2 separate regions of the Mus musculus genome follow, and region 1 is linked to region 2. Evidence: chromatin contacts called from public HiChIP or PLAC-seq data. All regions are on one chromosome and are shown on one strand. The core of a region is the stretch at or near the end of the contact, and the rest is flanking DNA. Distances in the headings are between cores, read along the strand shown. Region 1 overlaps Ube2cbp (ubiquitin-conjugating enzyme E2C binding protein). Region 2 has its middle 34 kb from the start of Tpbg.

The links. HiChIP or PLAC-seq counts read pairs in DNA pulled down with a chosen protein or histone mark.
Region 1: a contact with region 2 is called in a CTCF HiChIP or PLAC-seq map of the NIH/3T3 cell line, with 5 read pairs. The contact joins two enhancer-like sites. A contact is called at or near these places in 6 of 39 promoter capture datasets (the HPC-7 cell line, cranial neural crest, hematopoietic stem and progenitor cells and 3 more), 1 of 15 datasets of contacts at CTCF or cohesin (the NIH/3T3 cell line), 11 of 115 datasets of contacts at active chromatin or transcription factors (the 230-238 cell line, SST interneurons, bone marrow-derived macrophages and 8 more) and 2 of 9 other capture datasets (embryonic stem cells and pancreatic islet).

What each region holds. Positions count from the first base shown.
Region 1 is chr9:86,450,881-86,455,479 of GRCm38.p6, reverse strand. It overlaps Ube2cbp (ubiquitin-conjugating enzyme E2C binding protein), which reads left to right. Exons shown (of 10, transcript NM_027394.2): 2 at 3,470-3,666. Among named protein-coding and RNA genes, the nearest start is that of Ube2cbp, 12 kb to the left of the region's middle. Within about 2 kb of position 1,404, at least 21 of the 459 cell types and tissues checked have an H3K27ac peak or open chromatin away from gene starts, as enhancers often do. A contact at or near this core is called in the NIH/3T3 cell line, where this site is marked.
Region 2 is chr9:85,806,489-85,810,937 of GRCm38.p6, reverse strand. No RefSeq gene overlaps it. Among named protein-coding and RNA genes, the nearest start is that of Tpbg, 34 kb to the left of the region's middle. Within about 2 kb of position 1,492, at least 28 of the 459 cell types and tissues checked have an H3K27ac peak or open chromatin away from gene starts, as enhancers often do. A contact at or near this core is called in the NIH/3T3 cell line, where this site is marked.

The sequences.
Region 1 (4,599 bases), core at 155-2,654, 640 kb before region 2:
CCTCATTTCTCATTCTCACTGTCTCTGTTCTTATTATATGACCTAAACCCACCTTCACCCACATATATAAAAATTAAAATCTAGTATCCATGCCATCCGAGAAAACATGTCATCTGACTGAGTTTGATATAATGTAATGAGCTGGATCCAGGTCCATCCAGTTTCGTGAGAGAGCCATGATTGCATTTTTCTTCATGACAGAATAAAATTCCATTGTGTATATGGACCAACTTTATTTTTTCATTCATCTGGATTCATTTCCTCACCATTGTGAGTAGTGCAGTAATAAACATAGATGTGAAAAAATCTCTGTGATAGGACCCAAGAGTCTTTCAGCTATACATACACACATACACAAACACACACACATACACACACAGATACATACACACATTCACACCCACATGCCCACCCACACTCATACACATATACACAGATAAACACACACATACACACATACACATTCACACCCACATACACACTCACACTTATACACACATACACAAACATTCACACACACACTTACACACACACATACATACATATTCACACCTACATACACACCCACACTCATACACACATACACAAACATACACAAACTACAGACACAGAGGAATAATATAGCCTAGTCATGTCATAGCTTTAATTTTAGTTTTTGAAAAAATTTCATACTAATTTCTATAGTCTCTACACCACTTTACATTCTTGCTCATAATAGCAGTGGATGAATGAATAATGGCCAGAGAAAAATACAAAAACAAAGGGTAAAATAAGAACCATAAAGTAGTATACTAAATAGAGAGAAATACCTGGAAAACCACAATGAAGTGAGGGGTAGAGAATAAGTCTTTTATTTAAATGAGAGGTAACATTTGCCTAACACACTGAGTGGAATGAGGTATGCACTGTGAGATGCTAAGCAGAAGAAAGCTTGAAGGAGTGGGGCTGATAGGGTTTAGATCTGAAGTGTGCAGAAGGCTCATGTGTTGAAAGTCTGACCTCCCAGAGTATCAGTGTTCAGAGGTGACATGATTTTGATGGTCCTAAGTTCATCAGCGGAGTAGCCCATTGATAGACTCATAGCTAAGTGGATTATTGGGAGAAATGGAAACGGTGAGGGGCGGATCATGGTTAAAAGCAGCCCATGCTCTTCAGCTCTCATTGCTTCCTGACTGCCACGAGGCAAACAGCTGTGCCTTATGCTCCTCACCGTAATATTCAGCTTTTCCTCGGACCCAAGGCAACAGGCCTTAGAGGCTGTGGTCCAGAATGACTGAAGCTGGAGATACCATGCAAGTTTCTTCTTAAGTTGCATTTCTCAGACGCTTTGTCACAGTGACAGTAAGGTGACTAACACACTGATTACCTCATGTCTAAGTGTTTATTAACCCTATTTCTAGTAACAAAATAAACAAAAGGTCTTGGTTTGCAGCATTGGATAAATATTTTCACCATGACATTTAGCCTGTAAGAGTTGCAGATGTCCTGTTTCGTTAGTATCCAGTGTCTAAGAACTTGCTGAAGCTGAATCTAGAAGTATAGCACTAAGTCTTATGGGGCATTTAAGGACGATAGCTGCTTTTCAGGGAGATGTGCTGTCCTGGGTAGCTTTAAGGAGGGTGTGGCCCCTGAATAATAATAGTAAGAATGCCCCAAGACACTGAAAGTGGAGTCTCTACACAGGACATTCTCACTTCCTTTGTCTGCCTCTTTACTTTGGTGCTCAGTAGTATGGTATAGGCTTATCTAGTTTGATTTTCTTTCTTTCTACTCTAGTCCTGATGTAGTTTTCTCTCAAGCAACCTTATTGTTTTGCCTTTTAAAAACATTCCAAGGAGTGTGTACTGGTTACGTGGGGCAGGGCATGCCTGTAATCCTAACACTTGGGATTTAGAAGCAAGAGCACCAGGAGTTCCCGGTCATCCTCCATTACATAGCTGAGTGTGAGTCTGGACCGGGACACTTGAGACCTTGTCTCAAAAAGCGTGCATGTATGCATGTATAGTGTGTGTGTGTGCACAACTACACACTGGGAATCTAGCCTAGGGCCTTGCATATGCCACCAAATTAAATCCCCAGGACTTCTTTTTAAATAGAAAATTGTCCTTCTAGACTAAGATTTGGTGCTCATTACTATTGGAATGTCATTTCTTTTAGACTTCTGGCACATAGATGACACTGTTGACTAACACACAAACATTCATTCCCACCTATTTATATCTCTGTAGCTATGCACATCCTAAACCATGATCTCATAGAGGTATCCCTAATTCTAGCCCACTGCCACAGGTCCATTCTAGCATCCTCCCTTTGTTTCCATGTAACTGTATTCTTGCACAGTATAAATCCCGTCTCCCATTAGCCTCCTGATGTTTATCTCCCTGGTCAGTCTTCTATGCAACCAGGCTTCCGCTGGCTCTTTCCTGTTCCCTCTTCTCCCCTCTACATGCTGCAACCTTCTTATAGACCAAGAGTCTTCTTGGAATCTATGGGTATAAGTTCTAACTCCCCACAGAGGTGTTGTTCGGAGGCAGGGCCTCTAAGAGATCTTGAGGATGGAACCACTAAGATGAGTGAGATGCAAGCAGAAGGAGACCCCCCCCCCCAGCTGCCTTCCTACACATCATCTTATGGAGACCGTGTGGTTCATGGAACAGCCAGTCAGATTTACAAGTTCAGCTGAAAAATCAACACAAGAAAACTTACATCTGTGTTGAATGTGTGTGTAAACTTTCCTCCCGCGCTGAGATCTCCTAAGCAGTACAGTTGAGGACTGTAGACACACAACCCGATGTTTTGGGTGTTATGTGCAATGCTGACAGTGTGTGTGCACTTTAGTCAGCTCTGTGTAAGTGGTTGAATTTTTCACAACTGAGAAGATTAGCCATCCGAAGCAGGGGCAGAAGCAGGGGCAGTGGGGGCTCAGGTTACCAGTGGTGTTTTGGGGGGACATTTCTAGGTGCCAACTGTGCTTCAAAAATACTGCAGTAGCAAGGTGGACACCAAGCTATCTCATGGCTTCTTTTGGCACAGCCTGTGAACTAAGAACTGGCTTTTTTTTTTTTTCTGTTGTTTGGGGCGTTTGTTGTTGTTTGAGATAAGTTCTCACTGTGGGTCCTAGGCTGGTGGAGAACTCAGGAAATATTTACTCTCTGACTTTTTACAGAAACCTTGCTGACATCTGTGACTTTTTATGACAATCTTGATTACCGGCTAAGCAGTACTTTGATTTTCTGACTTTAATGCTGTTCTCAGAAGCAAGAGTTAAAAACATGACCTGGGAATCTCACGTGGTGATGGCTGCAAGCCCTGCCTGATCTAACCTAGTCCAGCTTGTCTCCCAGGGTCTGTTTCTGTTTTCCTGGGACAAGGATTTTAGGGTCTCTATGCTGGGTTAAGGTTTGGATTTTGTAAGCTTTGCCTTTCATCAGAGAGAAGTCGTCACTTGGCTTTTATTTTGTGTCATCAGTGGGCCAGATGAAGGAGGGATGCACCTGGACATTTCCATAACGCCCACCTCTCTTTTGGTGAGAACCCCTGACGGCTGCACCGAGATCCGACTTCCAGCAGGGGTCAGACTTGTACCTTCCTCGTGTGGCGGGCTGCAGTATATCAGTGGCGATGGTTTACATCTGCGCTTGCGGGTCCAGGCTGAATCCAGCCCACGTGAGTAGGAGCGGCACTCCTGGAGGGCTTTGACGTTTTTTTAGTTGAACTTTTCCCAGGTGAAAAGTTAGGCAATCAATGACCTGGAGGGGTCGAGAGATTCCAGGGTCTGGAACAGTTCTGCCAGTTAGCAGCTGTGTGCTGTGTGCTGTATCACTCTCCTTTCTCAAACCTTCATGTCTTTCTTTTAACAGTATGTTTAAAAATGCGCTTTAATTTTTAGGGGATGTTTAGCCTTGTCGCAAATTTGAGCAGAAGGTGCAGAGATTTCCCCCAAACTGCCCAGTTCGTTTCTTTAACCATAAATGTCCGGCTCACGGATATGAGGATAAAATTATAAAGCTGTTGTATGAAACCTGGTTGGTTTTAAAACACTGCATAGATATGTTTTCATTCAGCAGACAGGTTAGCTTCTACGAGGTGTGTGTGAGCCGTTTGATATGGGTGCTGGAAACACAGATGCCCACAAGCCACATAGCTGTCTGGTAATGTGGAGTGTGTGTCCTAGTGGGCGGGAACAACAGATGCTGAGCAGATAATTAAGTTGGAAACAGCACAATGCTGTGGGCACAGTAACAGAGTAATGCTGTGGGGAGTGACTGAGTTTCGTGAAGGCCACCCTGAGGGCGTGACAGTTTGAGCAGTAGACATTATCCCGGCTATGAAGAGACCATTTTAGATGGAACAGTACAAGTAGAGACATAATATAATATTGTTGTGGTTGGATTGTGGTTGTATACAAACTCAAAATGCATCTCGATGCAATTAGGTAGTAAACCTTTTCTTTTTGTAAGCTCTCATGACTTTTTTTTTTTTTTTTTAAATTCTGCTCATTGCATTTCTTACAATGTGCTATAATAGACAAGGCAGACAGCATTGGAAGGAACCGTGTTGATGCTTCGTGTCAGAGAAAGGCTTTGCTTGTGTCTATGA
Region 2 (4,449 bases), core at 243-2,742:
GGAACAACTTAGATAGCCCCTATAGGGTAAAAACGAAACCTTGCCTGACTAGCCATATACTCTATCTAACTCCTGAGCAACATACTGATACTCTACACCTCAGGGTTTAGTGCAATCTTTCTACATAGGGCTCCTAATTCAACCTGCCTCATTAGATGACGTAGATCTTTAGTAAGTAGCACGGAACTGACCAACTTTTGTAGCCAAGCAAGGCTTCCAGTGGTGGGACTGGGTTGCATTTGGTCAAATTGTTGGCTTAGGAGATCCCATGGAGATCCTTAAACAACCCAGGCTGATGCTAAGACAGAAAGGGTCACTCTCTGAATATTGCCAGTGGGGCCCCATTGTCAAGGACAACATCCACACAGCTTGTTGAATGGAAAGAGGTAGAGCCAATACCTGCATGGAATCTACATTCTAGACCCTTTGGTTCAAGAAGGTACTCTGCAGGCTACAGAAAGAGAAACCAGGACACCAATCCGACCACAAATCCCTTGACCTACAGTCTCTTCTGCCTGCAAGATATGCTGGGTCAGTGATGGTATAGAACTTATAAGAGTGGCCAACCAATGTCTGGTTTAACTTGAGGCCATGACTTAAAAAGGAGCCCATGCCCTGCACTGAGTGGATAGTCAGTCACTGGATAGCCTAGACACCTAGGGTAGAACCAAACAGGACTGACCCCCACCCCAGGGCCAATGAAATGATTTCTGATGATATTTTGCTATACTCATAGATTGGTGCCTTGTTCAGTTATCATCAGAGAGGCTTCCTCTGGTGGTGGATGGGAGCAGATGCTGAGGAACTCGTAGCCAAACATTATGCAGAGAGTCTTAAGTTGGAGGTCTCTATCAGATCCCTCCCCTTGGAGATCAGAAAAGGAGGAAAAAAGAAAACAGGAATCAGAGGGGATGGAAGACAAGAGGAGAATATGGTCCACTAAATCAACTAGGCAGGGTTCATATGGGCTTGCAGATACCGAAGTGGCAAGCATGGGGCCTGCAAGGATCTCTGCCAAGTTCTCTGAGTATGTTATGGCTGTTATCTTGGCATTTCTGTGGGACTCCTAGCACTTGGACTCTTATCTGTTCTTGGGAGACTTTTCCTCCTACTAGGTTGCCTTGTCCAGCCTCAAAATGATGGCTTTTGCCTTGTCTTGGTGTATCCTGTTATGACATGTTTGGTTGTTGTCTCTTGGTTGCCTACCTTCTGAAGGAAAATGGAGGGGGAGTGGGTCTGGGAGAGAGAGGGTGGGGGAAACTGGGAGGAGAGGAGGGAGGAGAAATGTATTATATGAGAGAAGACTCTTCTTCCAATAAATAAAGAAGTAATACATGGAAGATTCACGGTACCCTGAACAAATTATTCACTCAACAAATATGTTGGCATGAGAAAGAAAATTGTTACAGGAAATTGAGGATAAAATGGTAGGTTGGGAGAGATAAACATCTCTTGGGAAGATGACTCAGTCAGTAAAATATGAGAATCTGAGCTCAATCCACTGCCTGTATGTAAAAGCCGGGTGTGGTAGGATATGCCTACAATCTGAAGGCATCTCTTAAGTTGGGATGATCTGTTAAGCTTATTCGATCCTACTCCACAAGCCCCATGTCCCAGTGAAAGACTATGTACCAAAAAACTGGGAATGTGCCCAGTGTGGTGGCACATGCCTTTAATCTCAGCACATATGCACTGGCTGGTTCTGTGTGTCAACTTGCCACAAGCTGGAGTTATCACAGATAAAGGAGCCTCCCCCAGAGGAAATGCCTCCATGAGATCCAGCTGTAAAGCATTTTCTCAATTAGTGATCAAGGGGGAAGGGCCCATTGTGGGTGGTGTCATTGCTGGGCTGCTAGTCTATAGTTCTATAAAAGAAGAAGCTGAGCAAGCCAGTATGTAACATGCCTCCATGGCCCCTGCATTAGCTTTCTGACCTACTTGAGTTCCAATCCTGACTACCTTTGGTGATGAACAGCAATGTGTAAGTGTAAGCTGAAAAAACCCTTTCGTCCCCAACTTGCTTCTTGGTCATGACGTTTGTACATGAATAGAAACCTCGACTAAGACAGTATGTAAGGCAGAGGCAGATAAATCTCTGTGAGGTTGAGGCCAGCCTGGTCTACATTCAAGTTCCAAGCCAGACAAGGCTACATAGTGATATCCTGTCTAAAAGGAAAACAGCAAACAAAGAAAGCAACACACACACACAAGACCCCAGGCAGATGGCTCCTGAGGATGCAGAGGATACCTGAGGTTGATCTCTGACTTACTTACAAACACACACACACACACACACACACACACACACACACACACATCTTTAAGGAATGGAAGGAAAGACATAAACCATTTGTTTCGTAGAACACAGCATCCATAAAAGAATTTCTTTCTTCTTTCCCACCCCACCCCCACCCCACAGAACAGAGAAAGCCTTCCATATGTTTTTAGGCAGAAGCAAAGGACCCAGTAATTGAATAAAAATAATACTATTATATGAAGTGGAAACTTCTTTATTTAGAGAAGATTTTCTCATAAAGGATAAATTTCACAGAGAGATAATATGACAAGTTCAATAAATCAATAACAGAAAGTAATATGTGGATTGAAACATCTCGAGGTGAATCTAATTTACAAAACCACCTACAATTTGTTGGAAAGTGAGTGTTTCCTCCATGGGGTACTTTCAATTCACAGTTCTTTCCCCTTTCTAAAATGAATGAGAATTCTTGAAAGACACGAGCAGGAGCCTAGGCTGGTTATTGAGAGACAGACAGATCAAGAGACAGAGAGAAACCCAGGAAGAGACTACAAGTCAGATAGTTCAGTCTCTAGCTGTTCTCAGGCAACAGTGCAGTACGGTGGAAAAGCCAGGTTAGCTGTGAGTATAACATTTAAAAAAGCCTCTTCTAAAATGGGTGGAGCTAAGTGGCCATCCAGGAGTCAAAGAAGCCCAGAAGTAGACGATGTCTTCTTCATCATGCTTCACTCAGAGCACAGACACTCCTAGTCCTGACAGTGACTTAAAGGGGTAGTTAGGAGCTTCTGATGTCAGATATGAGCTTGGCCAGTCCTTCTTTGACTTCTAAGCTGGAGAAGAAAAATGTAAAGCTACCTTCTTGTGATTTTGACCACAGCTCACTCTGCAGGCAGGTGAAGGTCTCTGTTTAGCTGCTTCTCTGGTGTTCATGCTACAGCTTGCTTTCTCGGAGGAACTCTGGACCTCAGGTTTTGGAAAGGAAGAAGCAGCTGAGGGAAATGTGGCCAGTGCAGAGGCGGAGAGCAATTTTACCTCAGGGAAAACTTCTCTGTTGAATTCTCACTTTCTTCTTGGTCCACTACTGTCACCAGGAAAGAATCCTATAGGTCAATTTCCACTGTTTGATGACTGGTAACGGGTTCTTGTGACATCCCTTCGGGCTACTTACATTTGAAGCAGAGAATTCACTAAATCGTGGACTCTGAAACGAAGAATTTTAAGTACCTTGGAATGTTCTAGGAGAAGTGCGCAAAACCTCAGAACTCCGCCTAACACCTAACCAGCTATATCATATAAACAGCAGCCCACACTAGCATTGACAGTCCTTGGCAGGCTCCAAAGCTGAGGATACTAAGAATAATAATCATGTGGCCAAAGCCCCAATCTTAACCTCTGCATCATGGGAAAGTCTTCATGACCCTGGGAAAGCAAATGATATTGGCTCCTTCCTTTGGGTGGTCCCATCATGAATTATCTTTGACAACTAAATGTATCATGTACAGATCTCCTTTGACATTAGCTAAACTACACCTCCCCATCAAATGTTTTTGACATGAGAAAGCAAGAAAGATGACGAGGTTGGGTATACTTTATACCCTAGGAAGGTAAATCCTTAGGCTGCCTTCAGGAAATAAAGGAATTTCATTGGTGAGAAATTTAGCACGGAAGAGCGGGAAACAAATATCGGTTTGTCAGTTGCTACTCTCCCTATTCTCACTACTGTGTGATAAGACAAAAGAGATAATAACAATTACCAATGAAAACACACAGGAGAAGCATACATGTGATCCAGCATCATTGTGTGTATCAGGAGTAAGAAACCGGCCTGAAGGTCATACCTTGCTTTAAGGCAAAGGCAATAGCAAGTTCTCACCCTTGTCTTTGGATAACATAATTGCCTTTATCAACATGGCAAAGGTTTTGCTGTTTTTCATTTGCTTCGGGCAATCACTGCATGGCATTAAGAATTTCAGGGTAGCAGAGCTTCAGAGGAAAGAGACTCAAAGGTTATGTAGCAGATGGACAGTTAGGATGAGAGACGGAGAAGAGCCGGCTACCATCCCTGTTGGCAGCACAATTGGCTTGAGCACAATTCCATGACACCCTCTGTGATACTCAGGTCATCCAAGTCACAGTAATTTCTTACTTTCTTTGTGTGAAAAGCATCTTCAGTTAAAGTGCTCACCCTACCT